Regions from separate parts of the Sus scrofa genome. Here region 2 is linked to region 1. A link is a contact called in public Hi-C data. All regions are on one chromosome and are shown on one strand. The core of a region is the stretch at or near the end of the contact, and the rest is flanking DNA. Distances in the headings are between cores, read along the strand shown.

The links. A called contact is a pair of places that touch in the nucleus more often than the background predicts.
Region 2: a Hi-C map of omental adipose tissue shows a contact between it and region 1, with 1.9 times the contacts expected there. The contact joins two enhancer-like sites. A contact is called at or near these places in 12 of 47 Hi-C or Micro-C datasets (alveolar macrophages, embryonic fibroblasts, fetal heart ventricle and 7 more) and 2 of 2 datasets of contacts at active chromatin or transcription factors (alveolar macrophages and skeletal muscle).

What each region holds. Positions count from the first base shown.
Region 1 is chr13:52,397,996-52,404,706 of Sscrofa11.1, reverse strand. The region is part of intron 12 of FOXP1 (forkhead box protein P1); the gene reads left to right. Among named protein-coding and RNA genes, the nearest start is that of FOXP1, 570 kb to the left of the region's middle. Within about 2 kb of position 4,841, at least 27 of the 83 cell types and tissues checked have an H3K27ac peak or open chromatin away from gene starts, as enhancers often do. A contact at or near this core is called in liver, omental adipose tissue and retroperitoneal adipose tissue, where this site is marked.
Region 2 is chr13:52,776,306-52,783,016 of Sscrofa11.1, reverse strand. The region is part of intron 3 of FOXP1 (forkhead box protein P1); the gene reads left to right. Among named protein-coding and RNA genes, the nearest start is that of FOXP1, 190 kb to the left of the region's middle. Within about 2 kb of position 3,331, at least 32 of the 83 cell types and tissues checked have an H3K27ac peak or open chromatin away from gene starts, as enhancers often do. A contact at or near this core is called in liver, omental adipose tissue and retroperitoneal adipose tissue, where this site is marked.

The DNA of each region.
Region 1 (6,711 bases), core at 3,592-6,091:
GTGGTCATTAAAAACTTAGGTACTTAAAATTTTTAAAAAAAGAGATTTAAAATTGTTTCTAAATATTAATACTTGAGAGCAGTGATACTTTAAGCAACAGCCCTTTAAAATCATTGTAATTCAAGTTAATGCTGCTGGGCTTTGTTCTCTTATAAATCACTTTTTATAGAATCTTTGTTTTGTTATGTCCTGATCATTTGCCTAATTGTATTTAGATAATGAGAAGAAAAGATCTTGGCAGAAACCACTTTTAAATTCTGATTTCACCCTCTGCACCACTGCTAGCTTTGATTAATATCTTGGTGCTAATTTCCCTCATCCATAGAATGGCTGATAGGCATCTATAAATATAATCTATTTTATAAACTCTATAGAACTCTAAAATTGCTGTCAACCTTTTTGGTGACAAGTACCAGTTTTAGAGTCACTGGAGAAAAGGGCAGTTTTCCAGTTGGACCCACTTAAAAAGTTTTGGTCATAGCCAATCTATTTCTACCCAAGTCCTTAAATCATAGGTCCGTTTATTACGTGAGCCGACAGTTAGGTATATGTATGTGGGGGTGGGGAGGGCAGATATACCTCCATAAGGAGACTTCACACTTTCAAACCACATCTGGTTTGAAAGAAAAGCATCTAAAAATCATTAGAATTGGAGCCTAGACTTGATTCCTTTGTAAAGAAGCCCTTTTCTCTTGTAAAGGTATTAGGAATCTGGCTCTTGTATAGGAAACCACCTATTTAGTTTCCACTTTTATTCCTGTCGTTCTATTATTTATTGTGGTTTTTTGCACATGGCATGACATGTTTGCTCAGTGGAATTGGAATGCTCTGTATCATCCTAAAGCTGTTGCTTATGTATTTCCTAGTGCTTATTTATTGACGTATTTTTGTCTGAAGACTTTGATTTGCCATAGAAATGGAACTTAAATTGGCTTAAGCCAAAAAAAAAAAAAAAAAGTGGGGCATGGGGACTAATAATTGGTTACTGTAATTGGCAAGTCTAGTGGTATAGCTGGCTGCAAGCATGACTGGACCCTGATGCCTGAACAAGGTTATAGAAGTATTGGTTCATTGTCCCTTTGCTCTGTCTTCCTCTGTGTTGCCTTCATTCTTGGGCTCTTTTCAAGTGGAACTGAAGAAGACAGAATTCTGTCCCACAAGTTTGTCAATCCCAGATCCATCTCTCTTTCCAGTAGTCCCAGGAAAATGTCCTCAGCAGCCTGTCGACCCACTTGAGTCCTGTGTTGTAGCTTTGAACCAATCACATTGAGGTAGCCAGGCTTGAGTCACATGCCCATCTTCAGAGAGGAAGAGAAAGTTCACCTCTTGGGAGCCACATGGGGGCTGCAGATGAGCCAGTTGATTCCCAAGAGTAAAAAATGAATGTTATAAACCAGAATAGGGGGAGTAAATGATGAATAAGAAAAAGCCGTTGGAGTTCAGAGTTCTTTCGGTGCTTTTCTGAGTTTACACGTTGACTGGCCGAACGTGACAAATTCAAGATTTTGATTTTTCTCTGCAACATGATTTTCGCTCTTGGAAATTCAGAGTTGTCTTCAGGTTTCAAGATCTTGCCTTAAGTAGTGGAAAGTTAAGTTAGTCTTCTTGTGAATTCACATTTCCCACATCTCTGCTCAATCTGAAGGGTAATCATGTTGGCTTAAGTGAAACCAACTTTGCTTTCCATTGAACTGGACTGAAAGAGGTACCATAACTTCTTGTGGTTCAAACAAAAACCACGTGGCCTCTTTGAATAATCTCCCAGTAGAGTCATTGTTACCAGGAAGTCATGTTTCAAGCATTTCTTCTCAAACTACTGTATTCGTAGACTTTGAAAGCACCCCTTTCCTGAGCCCACTCTTCGTTTCCATTATCCTTCTTTAGAGGTTTTCTCCTTCAATTTTAGCACATTGGCATTAGTAGTGCTTAGATTCTCAAGGCAGTCTTACTCAATAAAATACAGTTTGTTTGTTTGTCTTTTTAGGGCCACACCCGAGACACATGGAGGTTCCCAGGCTAGGGGTTGAATCAGAGCTGCAGCAGCCGTCCTGTGCCACAGCCACAGCAATGCCAGATCTGAGCTGCATCTGTGACCTACACCATAGCTCGAGGCAACACAGGATTCTTAGCCCACTGAGTGGGGCCAGGGATCATACCCATGTCCTCGTGTATACTAGTCGGGTTTGTTCCCGCTGAGCCACAACAGGAACATGCAACAAAATGTAATACTGCTCTGACTTTGATTTAGGTGTTGCTTCATTTTTTTTTCACCTGTCTTCTAAATCCCCCTAATTTTACACTCCCCTGGTAAGAGTTTTTAACTAAATAGCCTTGAACTGTGCCACAGACACAATTCCAAGTGTTTTACATATATAACTCATTTAATACAACCACCTTATAGTGATAACATTGTAGTATTACTCTTGACCTACAGATAAGGAAACTAAGGCACAGTAAGTTTAAGTAGTTTTCCCAAGGTCACATAGCTAATAAGAGGTGTAGAGTCAAACGTATAAACTTATTTTCAAAACAGACTCACAGAGAAAACAAATTTATGGTTACCAAAGGGGGGGGAAAGGTGGGAGAGGGATAAATTAGGAGTTTGGAATTAGCAGGTGTAAACTACTGTATATAAAATAGATAAACTAAGAAAAGTCCTACTGTATAGCCCAGGGAACTATGTTCAATATCCTGTGCTAAACCATAATGGAAAAAAATGTATATAGACACACACATATGTATATATATTCACACACACTAAGTGTATGTATAACATTATGTATAAGACATTATACATGTATATATATAAAACACAACATTGTTAATCACCTATGCTTCAGTTTTAAAAAGAGTTCCCCAGTGACTCAGTGAGTTAAGGATCTGGTATTGTCACTTCTGTGGCTCAGGTTGCTGCTGTGTGTGAGTTCAGTCCCTGGCCCAGGAACTTATATATGCCATTGGCATGGCCGAAAGGCCAAAAAAAAAAAGGTGGAGTCAGGATCTAGACCCAGGCAGTCTGGCTTCATGGTATTTGCTCCTGTCATATAATACCACCTAGTTAGAAGCAGTTCCTTTTATTAACTGTATACTTTCTGCTTAAGGCATGATGTACCAAAAAACCCTTGAAAGGCAGAATGGGTAGTGAAGCCACTTTCTATGAGTGCATTCATTAAGCTGGTTATGTATCATTTCTGAGCCTCAGCATCAGCACATGCAGTTCGGGTTGTGAGAATTAAAAAGTCCACCATGGCAAGTGCCAGGCACTCCTGAAAAACATCCATACTTCTTTTCTTATCTACTTAATGTGTATTTTTATTTTTATTTATTTTTATTTTTTTATTTTTTTTACCTTTTCTAGGGCCGCTTCCCCCGGCATATGGAGGTTCCCAGGCTAGGGGTCTAATTGGAGCTGTAGTCACTGGCCTACGCCAGAGCCACAGCAACTCGGGATCCGAGCCGCGTCTGCAACCTACACCACAGCTCACGGCAACGCCGGATTGTTAACCCACTGAGTAAGGCCAGGGATCGAACCCGCAACCTCATGGTTCTTAGTCAATTTGCTAACCACTGTGCCATGAAGGGAACTCCCTTAACATGTATTTTTTAAAGACAAATAATTTCAACTCTTCAAACATTTCTGACTTTGTACCTAGGGAAGAGGTTGTGACTATGCAGAGCTTTGATGTGTCAGAAGAGGCTGTTCTTTAATAAAAATTTTAAGTACAGATTTCTGGTAAAAAGTCCCACATGGTTGAATGTGACCTTAGGGTAGGGGTGGCACACTTTTTCTGTAAAGGATCAGATAGTAAACATGATGGCCTTTTAGAGGCCATCCGCTCTCTAAGACAACCATTTTTAGCTCTGCCACTGTAGCACAGAAAGCAGCCATAAAACCCTCTATAAGGACTGGGCGTGGCTATGCCCCTTTGACCACTTTGCTGACCTTTGACCTGGGCTAAAATTTTTGCTCTCATTATGATTTTAGCTGAGCCACATTTTCGCCTTCCCTGGGCGTTGCTCTCCTGGGTTATTTTAGTTGAGATTCACAAAGCCCTCATCGTTTTTATTCATATTTCGGGAAAATACCCATGCCTGTCTGGTACAGCTGCTTTATTCACCAGGTTTTTTTCTGTTTTGGGTTTTGGGTTTTTTTGTTTTTTTTTTACTTTGCATAGGGTTTGGGTTCTTCTACCTGGTTTTTAGGGTTCAGTATGAAAGGGGTAAAGTAACTGACTTGACTTGGTAACTGTTTTCCAATCTTCTGTTGCTCAGGCCAGAAGGATGTTGCTTTTAGAGAGGCCAGGATCAGCTGTTCAGGATAAAAATCCCATCTGACAATAAAATGCCAGTGTTAACAGAGAGAGAGGTTAAGAGAAGGGAAAGGGAGAGAGGGGGCTCATAGGTCTAAAAGTGTAGCCTGTATTATTTTTTTCCCTCCCGAGGAAGAAATATCATAACTGTTAGTAAATCAGAACCAGAGATTTGACACTCTTCTGTGATCTTTCTGCAGTGTTTGTTCCCAAGGTGAGGTGTATACCACAGGGCCGTTGATTTCAAAGATAAATCCTGTACAAATAACCATCCTGTTGTCTCTCCCTCCCAGCCAACAGAGGGACGCTTTATCAGAATCAGCAGATACCCAGGCTATTGTGTGCATTTATTTCCCTGTTTCTTCTGAAAACAAGTTGCAGTTTTAGTGTTGATTTTTTTTTTTTAATCTATCCACCGTGAGTTATCATGTGACTGTGGTGTTTGTTGGAGGAAACTGATACCAGCAGGTCCTCAAGCTCATGCTAATGAAATCCACCCGCTGGCCCTGCATTGCTTGGAATCCTCTGATAACAGAAAAACAAAAACAAACCCTGTACCATCCAAATAGGTGAAGCTCAGAGAGTTCTCCCAGCCTCTCCTTGCTTGGATCAGGTTTTTTTTCGTTTTAAACCAGGTGGAAGAAAGACATAGTCTTCACTAGTAAAAACAGGAGCTATAATTCTTCCCCTTTTTCTTTTTCTTTCTCTCTTTTTTTTTTTTTTTTTTTTTTTTTCCTTTTTTGGCTGCCCTGTGGCATATGGAGTCGCTAGGCCAGGGATCAGTTCCAAGCCACAGTTGTGACCTAAGCTGCAGCTGTGGCAACGGTGGATCCCTGACCCACTGTGCGGGGCTGGGGAGTGAACCTGTGTCCCAGCGCTCCCAAAACACCCTCCATGCTGTTGCACCACAGCCGGAACGCGCCGTTTTCTTTTTGAAAAAGAGCCCATGCCATTCTTGGGCAAGGTGGGGAGTGGATTTGAAGGTTAAATCACAACCACCTTTTCCTGTTTCTAGCTTAGAATGTAAAATCAGACACAGACCCATAGTTTCACAAATACTGGGTACTCTTGTGCGTTGGGGTAAAATATTTCCATTTCCCCTAGTTTTTCTTTTCAACAGTCACTTGTATAACATCTTTTTTTTTTTTTTTTAATAACATTTGTATCCTTGCTGAGTATCCATTTAATAGGACTTTAGGCTTTTCTTGTTTTTGTTTTTATGTTTTGGTTGTTCCTCATGGAGAAAAACACCACACAAAACAATCAAAACCCAAATTCCTTTGCATGTTAGTCAGATGTACCTTACTTGTGAAAGCCAAAATAAATTTTGTATGTGCTCTCATAGGAGACAGGGAGAGAAATGTTGCTCGAGAAGGCCCAGAGGTGGAACTCTGACCCTTTAAAAAAGGTCGAGGTGCTGAGGACCTCGAGAGGAGAGGACATTACACTGCTAACTCACTTTCTAAAAAAATGTTTCTTCTGCAGATTTCACTTCTGAAAACTCTGAAGAGTTTTATGTGAAAGAAACTACTAAGTGCGCTGCCCTGTAATGTTTTCACAAGTGTTTTTATCATGGTAACATCTTGTTTACTTTAGTTCCCGGCCTAAAACTACTTGGAACATGTTAAGAAAACATTTCAAGAAAGCCTCGACAAAGAGGCTTTTGTTTCGCAGCCACCGTGAGGCTGCAAGGATCACAAAGGTGTTAACTTCCAGCCCCTTAAGCACTTCCACATGAAATTCCAGCAACTATGTTTGTGGTTTTGGAAAAACAAAGTGTATGTTAAAGAAACCAGGTATATGCTAATACATGTCGAAGGAGGCCGGATATCATAAATTGTTTCAAACCCATTTGTGGCTCTGGGCTTGCAAGGCTGAATGTTCTGCAGTGAAATTACCTCTCCTTAGTGTGGGACACTGGAGCACGTGGAGAGGGAGTAGCCTTCTGGAAGGTGGGTGTATGCAAATAGAATTCCAGCCTCACCATTTAAGTCTCCAGAACTGGAGGAGGAAGTTTTACCTGCTCAGATCCCAGGTGACCAGGCTTTGAGTTTTGCACAATGAGCTTAATATTTTTTATGGATCTGACTTTCCCACTTTTGATGCACTTTTGAGTTGTTTCAGTGATAAAGACTGGGTGCTACCAAAAAAACCATGTTTTGCCCTTTAAAACGTCTCTCCTTTCACCTTCCTGAGATTATATAGGAGTTCAAGACCTTTCCAAGCCCTCAGAGGTCAGAGTGGCCTAAATACCACAGTGCCCTCTAGTGATCTCTAGAATGTTCAATAGAAGTTTAGACAAGTTTGCCAAAAACAACAGGCCTGATGCAACCCCGTTGCTCAAAAAGAAGCAAAGGACATTGGAATACATTTGGGGGTGGGGGGCAACAGATTTTAGTCA
Region 2 (6,711 bases), core at 2,082-4,581, 380 kb before region 1:
CTGGAGAATTACTTGGGGCATGATCTTGGGCTCTGTAAGTCAGAGTCATGTGATCTCTGAGCTTTATTGCTCTGGCTGTTGTTTTCGATCTAAAAGGGAACCAGGAATCTGTTTAGTCATAAACTGAATGATTGAAGCAGTCTCCAGGTGCTATCCAAGGAAGAAAAGGATGATTTTACCTAGATTTATCCACTTATTACTCTGATTAAGCAGGTAACTCTGAAAGGAGCACTGGAATTAGAGTCCCAAGACAAGTCTCAACTCTACTGGGATGAGCTATTTTGTTTCCTTGACGAGTCATTTCATCCATAAGACTGAGAATACTTTTTGACACGAGCTTGGTGTAGTGAATTAATTACTTAAAAAGCTTGTGGCAACTACTCGACAATGCAAAACCACATACCAGATATCTGATAACCCTTCATTTGATCACCTTATCTACAAAAATTACTAAATTTTCTTAATTTAAAAAATGCATTTTTTTTCCCCTCGCCATTAGGAAGATGCCATACTACTTAGCAAAAACCAAGCAGATAAATCATGATGGATGTTTTTACCTTATTCCTTAAATGGTTCTCAGGTACTGGCTCACACTCATAGATAAGTGTTTGATCTGCTCTTTTAAGGCCTGGGATGTTAAAACAAATGGTCACCATCTATGGAATTCTGTCTCCTAGCTTTCTCGTCTCTTAGCCAGACCGACTTTGAGATATGAGAAAGCTTAAAAAGAAGGGTTAACTGTTAGTTTTAAAGAACTTATCTTTAAAGAGGACTCACCAGAGTTCTTATAAGACCAGAATCCCATACCTCCAAAAATAACTGCTGATCACCTGGGAGCACCTGGGATTTGGGCTTGTGGATATGAGCAGTTGACATGCTGTTCTTTGGGAGCTGATAGTTCTAGTGGAGATTTGGTCTCGGTAGTTGACATTTTGGATGCAGGAGTTGGCTTTTGTCAGTGTCTGCATCTCAGAATCTCTTGCTCTGCCCAGCAGGGCATTTGTATGCGTCAGAGAATCAGATAGGATAACAGATTCCATCGGTCCAATTCTCCAAGATTAGTTTTCAGGAGCCGTATAAATGGCCCCAGGGAATTTGAATTTTAAAATCTTACACTTCTTTGATTTCATAGACACCCTTTGGAAAGATTATCTCAGATTACTGGAAGACTTTATTGTTAAGTTTTAGAAAATTTCGCATTTTGCTTAGAAATCATTTTCAAGTTTTATTAGAACATTTACTAGCAATACCCCTAATTATTTTAAACATGACCCTGGAAATGGGCTATGTCAGCTTGAAAAGACTATTTTTAACAGAATTTGGTTTTAAAGACAGGTTTTATAGACTTTATAGTAATACCATTGTTATCTAATTAGCATCCTCTGTGCAAATGGACGTGATATTAGAGAAGCAAGTATACATAAAATTATAAATTGTGACATTTTATGAGGTTTTTTTATCGTGAGTCTCATACAGTCATCATTACTTAGCAGTGTGAAATGTGGCCTTAGACATTACATCATGTAAAGACCAGGAGACAAAAAAACTGAGGATCAATTTTTGATTATAATAAAGTTTTAGTATGAGGCATTTCTGAATATGTGTCATGAATATGAGTCATGAATTTCACACCAAACCTGACCTATTATGATTATGTTTCAAGTTCAAGGGGTTTTCAGTATTTAAATTCCAAACCTAATTCTAAGGTTTCAAAATGATTCACATTCAAATCTACTTTTATGTTTTATAATTAAGTAAGAAAATATTGCTTATACCTACGTTTTTACTATTCTTGGACATATTATAATTATTTCTTTAATTTCACCAATAAAATAGCCCATTTCTTCATTAGTAAATTACAAGGCTATCTCAATAAAAAAAAGAAAAATTAGTTTGAATGTGGCCTGCCATCTCAAATAGTCATTTCAGTTTGGAATTTCCTCACTTCTTTCATTAGTTCTTTTTGTAAAATGTGAAGACACTTTCTAGGTAAATTAATCCCTTCCAAGTGGTAAAATAACTTCCTTTTTGGAAAGAGTTATTAGAGTCTTATTCTTTATAATCTTAAATACCACTTATGTTAGAGTGAACAATACATGAAAAAATTACACTAGTTAAAAAAAGAATGATTACGACCTAGGCCAAGTACATTGCAATTATATGTTCATGGAAAAGTGAGCTTTCTACTGGGAGAAGCGTGATATAGATGCCCATGAAATTTCCAAAGTTTAAGTATTTTTGTAAATTAGGTTGTTCCTAGTTAAACAGGTGGCTTTAAAGGCTGGTTTCACTGTTGTTTTAATCATAGTTTAGTTACCATGGAGAAATATGCAAGTTAGCATTTATACACAGAAGTGAAATTTATGCTGCATAGATAATAGCCTAAATTTAGCTTGACTTAAGTTTACCACTTCCTTTTTTTTTTCGACCAGAAAGAATAATAATATATCACATATATCCATTAACAAGTTAATTTCTTTAAACGCCACTGTTATATTTTTAGAGAATTTCTTTTCTTCAGCCTTCACGGACCCTTCTGTCAGTGTGCCTCCTTTCCGTCCTGAGCCTAATAGCACATGTTACATTTGATTTGCTCTAATTGTGTCACCATTAGGTAAAATAAAGGGCCCTGCCGAGTTTAAACTCGGTCATGTGGTGGAACACTAATGTTTGGACACATCGCCTCTCCTTGGGTTTTGCCAAGGACTGTTATTTTATACTGAAAATCTTCAGCCAATGTACAGGCATGGTGGGACCGACCTGATTTCAGAACCCAGCAATAGTTTTGATGACCATTTGGCTATATTTTTCAAGACACATCTCCATCATGTACTGTTTTGATCTTAATGTCCTCTCAGCTGGGTGATAGATCTGCCTGCCCCCACCGTACCGAATTAAGAGGTTCATGTGCATGGAATCCATCACCCGGTAGCTGCCTTCCTGCCATTTGCTCTCTCCGGTACCTCAGAGCGGAGGCTGAGTTTTCAAGGACAAATGTAGTAAAAGTGTCCTCATCCAACATGAGGTCCCCCAGCACGGGGAGAGAGCAGCAGATCCCTTTCAACACCAGCTGTTCTCACAGATATAGATTGCTGCAGTGAAATTTTCTTAATATAATTCAGGAAGCTCTAGAGAATTCTCCAAAACAACTGTGCCAACAAGGAAAATGTTGAATTTTTCATCAGCTGCCCAATGCTGAGAGTTAGTGGGCAATCCGTTCATTCATGACCAGATGTTCAGTGTGGTAACACTCCGCAGTTAACTTGAACCCTGTGGCCTGTTTACCATTGGCTACAAGGACATTGGCAGCAAGCTGGCATTGGAGAATTGAGGCCCATACAAGCAAAAGGCCGAAGTGTGTGTGTCTGTGGCTTCCTGGTTTTCACCAGCAACCAGACAAGGTAGGGAGCGATGAAAGAAGGGAATGCCATCGCATCAATCATCCTGGAGACACAGAGAATTTACTGTAGGATTGTGTCTTGGGGGAACACTTGGCAAATTCTTACACTCCCTTTCACTGTGGAAGAAAGGCGGTCTTTGTTTAGTTGGATAGATTATTTTTTTTCAACCTGTGTCTAAACCATCAGACTTTTTGTGGCGGGGGCAGTAGGTGTGGGTGGTTAGGACAGTAAGAAAAAGGTTTCTAATTTTAAACTAGAGGAAGTCAGTCAATAAAGTTGACTCTTAATATTGAAACTTTACTAGGTCCAATCTGGAATTGGAAATATGTGATATTTTTTGCCCTGGGTAAACTTTATATTTTTTTAGGTGGGGAATATTTAGATCTTCCATTCATGCAGATTCACCATTTCCTTTATATACATGTTTTGAGCTCATGACATTTTTGTGAGCTGTTTTTTTTTTTTTTTTTTTTTTTTTTAAGTCACAGTTTTGGAGGAAGGAGGGGGGCTTGGAGAAAGTAGGGGTTTTTGAAGAAACCATATCATTTTCCACTTTGAAAAAGATTCTTCCTTAAAATGATGAACTGTGTTTGATTCTGGAAGTGAGCATGCCAGGCACGGGGAGGCAGAATTTCATAACATATAGTTTGTCTCAGATGGAAGACTTTTCTTCCCACCTCCATGGCGCTGCAGGGTAAATTTCTTTTTTTTTGTAGTAAAATATGCATAACATGAAATTGACCATTTTAACCGACTGTGTGATCATTTTAAACATTACTTCAAAGCTGTATGAGCAAAGGGAAGAAACAGATTTTCTTATTTGACCATTTTTACTTTGGGTCTCAAATAGTGCCATCCCAACAATTAGCTGGCCTTCGTTTATTTGAAACCAGAATAGAAAGTCCTCGTGGTACAAACCTTTGCTTTTTGGAGACTTGGGCTGTTTCTCTTCCTATAGAATTCCTCACCCCCGCCTGCCACATCCTTAGCGACACCCATCCGTGGGGGCAGAAAGGGAACTTGAAGGGCCTTTGGGGCAGCAAAGCCCTTGCCATCATGATGTTTGCTTTGGCAGAGCTTTCTGCCTTTGGTTTACAAGGTTGCAGTAAACACTTCCTTTGCATTTCCTGCTTACAGAGCAAGTGGCTTACATGTTGCACCGAGAGAGGGAAATTTCTCATTGCTCTGTTGAAACCTGCGTCTCACCGACCCTTGGAATCACACGGAAGGAGCCTGTGTTTCATTTGTCTGAGTGATCTTCCCCCCCTCCACCTTCCCTTTCCGAAAAGTCCCTTGGCTTGTTGACTTGGAAAAAGCAGGTTTTGAATTACATACAGCAGGTACTGAAGTCGGGCTGCTGGACGCGCTGTTTTCTGGGATGCTGACTTGCTGATAGAAAAGCGAGAACCAGTTTACAGTAGCTCTGACACCACTGTTACCTTTCTCCAGTCCTCTCCAGCTGCTCCCAGCCCTTCGGATGCCTTCGCCGTGCACACAGTTTGTTCTTGGGTGTGAAAGCAAACAGTATTTGAGTTGGCAGCAACTTCTCTTTCAGTGGAGTTTGCTGCCTCGGCAAGAAACCGCAGCGTGAGCTTTCTGCTGCTGAAGGTTTCCACTGGCAGGATGGCCTTTTCCCACATTTCCTTGGTTTAAGGAAACAGATTTTTTTGAACTTTTTTTTTTTTTAAAGACAAAATGCCAACATTTAACAGCTGGAGTTAGTATATAATTTATGGTTTTCACTTTACGTTCTTGTGGATGTAGAAAAATTAAAAATCCATAATTATTGTTAAATTATGCAAGGTTTTGCAAAAAGAGTGATTAAAAATAGACCCTCTGTTATGAGGAATTCAAGAAAGTCATTGTTACCCAAACAGGTATTCTCAATTATTCTATCTTTAATGGTTTTTAATTGTTATAATTTACTCATATTCTATTACATCTCTCAGAGGAGATGTTTCTGAAAGCTCTTTGTTTTTCTTTTGAGGAACAAGTAGGATTTTGTTCATTTGAACCTCTTCAGCTTTTTTTCCCCCCAAATCTTATTTTTTATTTTTTTATATGTCAGCGTGTTTAATCCCCACTTGAGGCAACGCTTCTTGTCACAGTGGTTTTCTCTGGAGAATCTTAACTCTGAGAGCAAAGCAGACTCAGACCTGCTCCCTGCCAAGGTGATAGTCTTGGTGCAGGAAGACCTGCACGCCTCTTGTGGAAGTGACCCACGTCTTTTTTATGCCACAGACTCTCCCTTTGAGGCGAGCTTCAGTTTTCGCACATTCCCTTTTGGAGATGTTTACGTCCACACCTTACAGATTTAGCATATAGATTCCTCATTGGCTGGAGGCCTTGCTAAATTGGTAACATATCAGAATCAGGAATCAAATGCAGGCAACCAATTAAAAAAGTGACTGCATGTTACCTCCAGACAGGTAGTAGTTCTGAGACTGGTGGGTTTTGCTGTTGGTTTTTTGTGTTTTGTTTTGTTTTTTTTTTTTTTTTCTTCTGTTGATAGAGGCAAAGATTCTGAGAAGTTTTATCAACATCCCCAAAAGCCACAGCTTTAATTAAAAAGTGGCTCTAACATGTTTGTTTTCCTGATTTCTCAGAAAATAAAATAGGAAGTGAAAAGGCTGTTCTCCTTGGTACAGTGTGTTGCTCTAAAGATGGTTCGATCTGCATGTTAGATTTAGGGTCAGAACATTAGCTGTGATGAATAACAGGGGACAAAATTTTTCTTTTCTTTTCAAGGATAGTGGCAGTTAATCATTTTTATCTGCCCGCCTTGTAGACTTGATTAGATTTATTATGTATGCCACGTGTTTATGGCATTTTTATTATATGTTGTTAATTTGTTGTAACTGCCACCACATTTTTTTTCCCCTTCTTGCCTTTTCTCCCTAGAGGACCCTTCAAAGCATCTAAGTGTCAACTGTTACCTTGTGCTTCGGGAAACTTTAATTTTTAATTTTAATAAAGGCGTATACCTTTACCAGTTAAGAAAAAATAAAAGTGTTACAATGTATCTTCTTAGAAAAGGAAGATTTTCAGTTTTGTTAAGTTTTTCTTCACGTCCAGGATGGATTTAGAGAATACTTATTTTTAAAAACACTTCACCTGAAACCCAGAAGGGAGCACCATCGAAGATACGCTTAACTGCGATTTTCTTTATTACTGGAAAGTCATATATGTAGTTTGCAAATCACTACCAGGTAGGACAACTGGGACGTGCATCGCTTCATCAACAGCAAAACATTTAAGCGGCTTAAAAAGTCAGGCCGTTGAATGATGCATTTTAGAACAACACACTCTT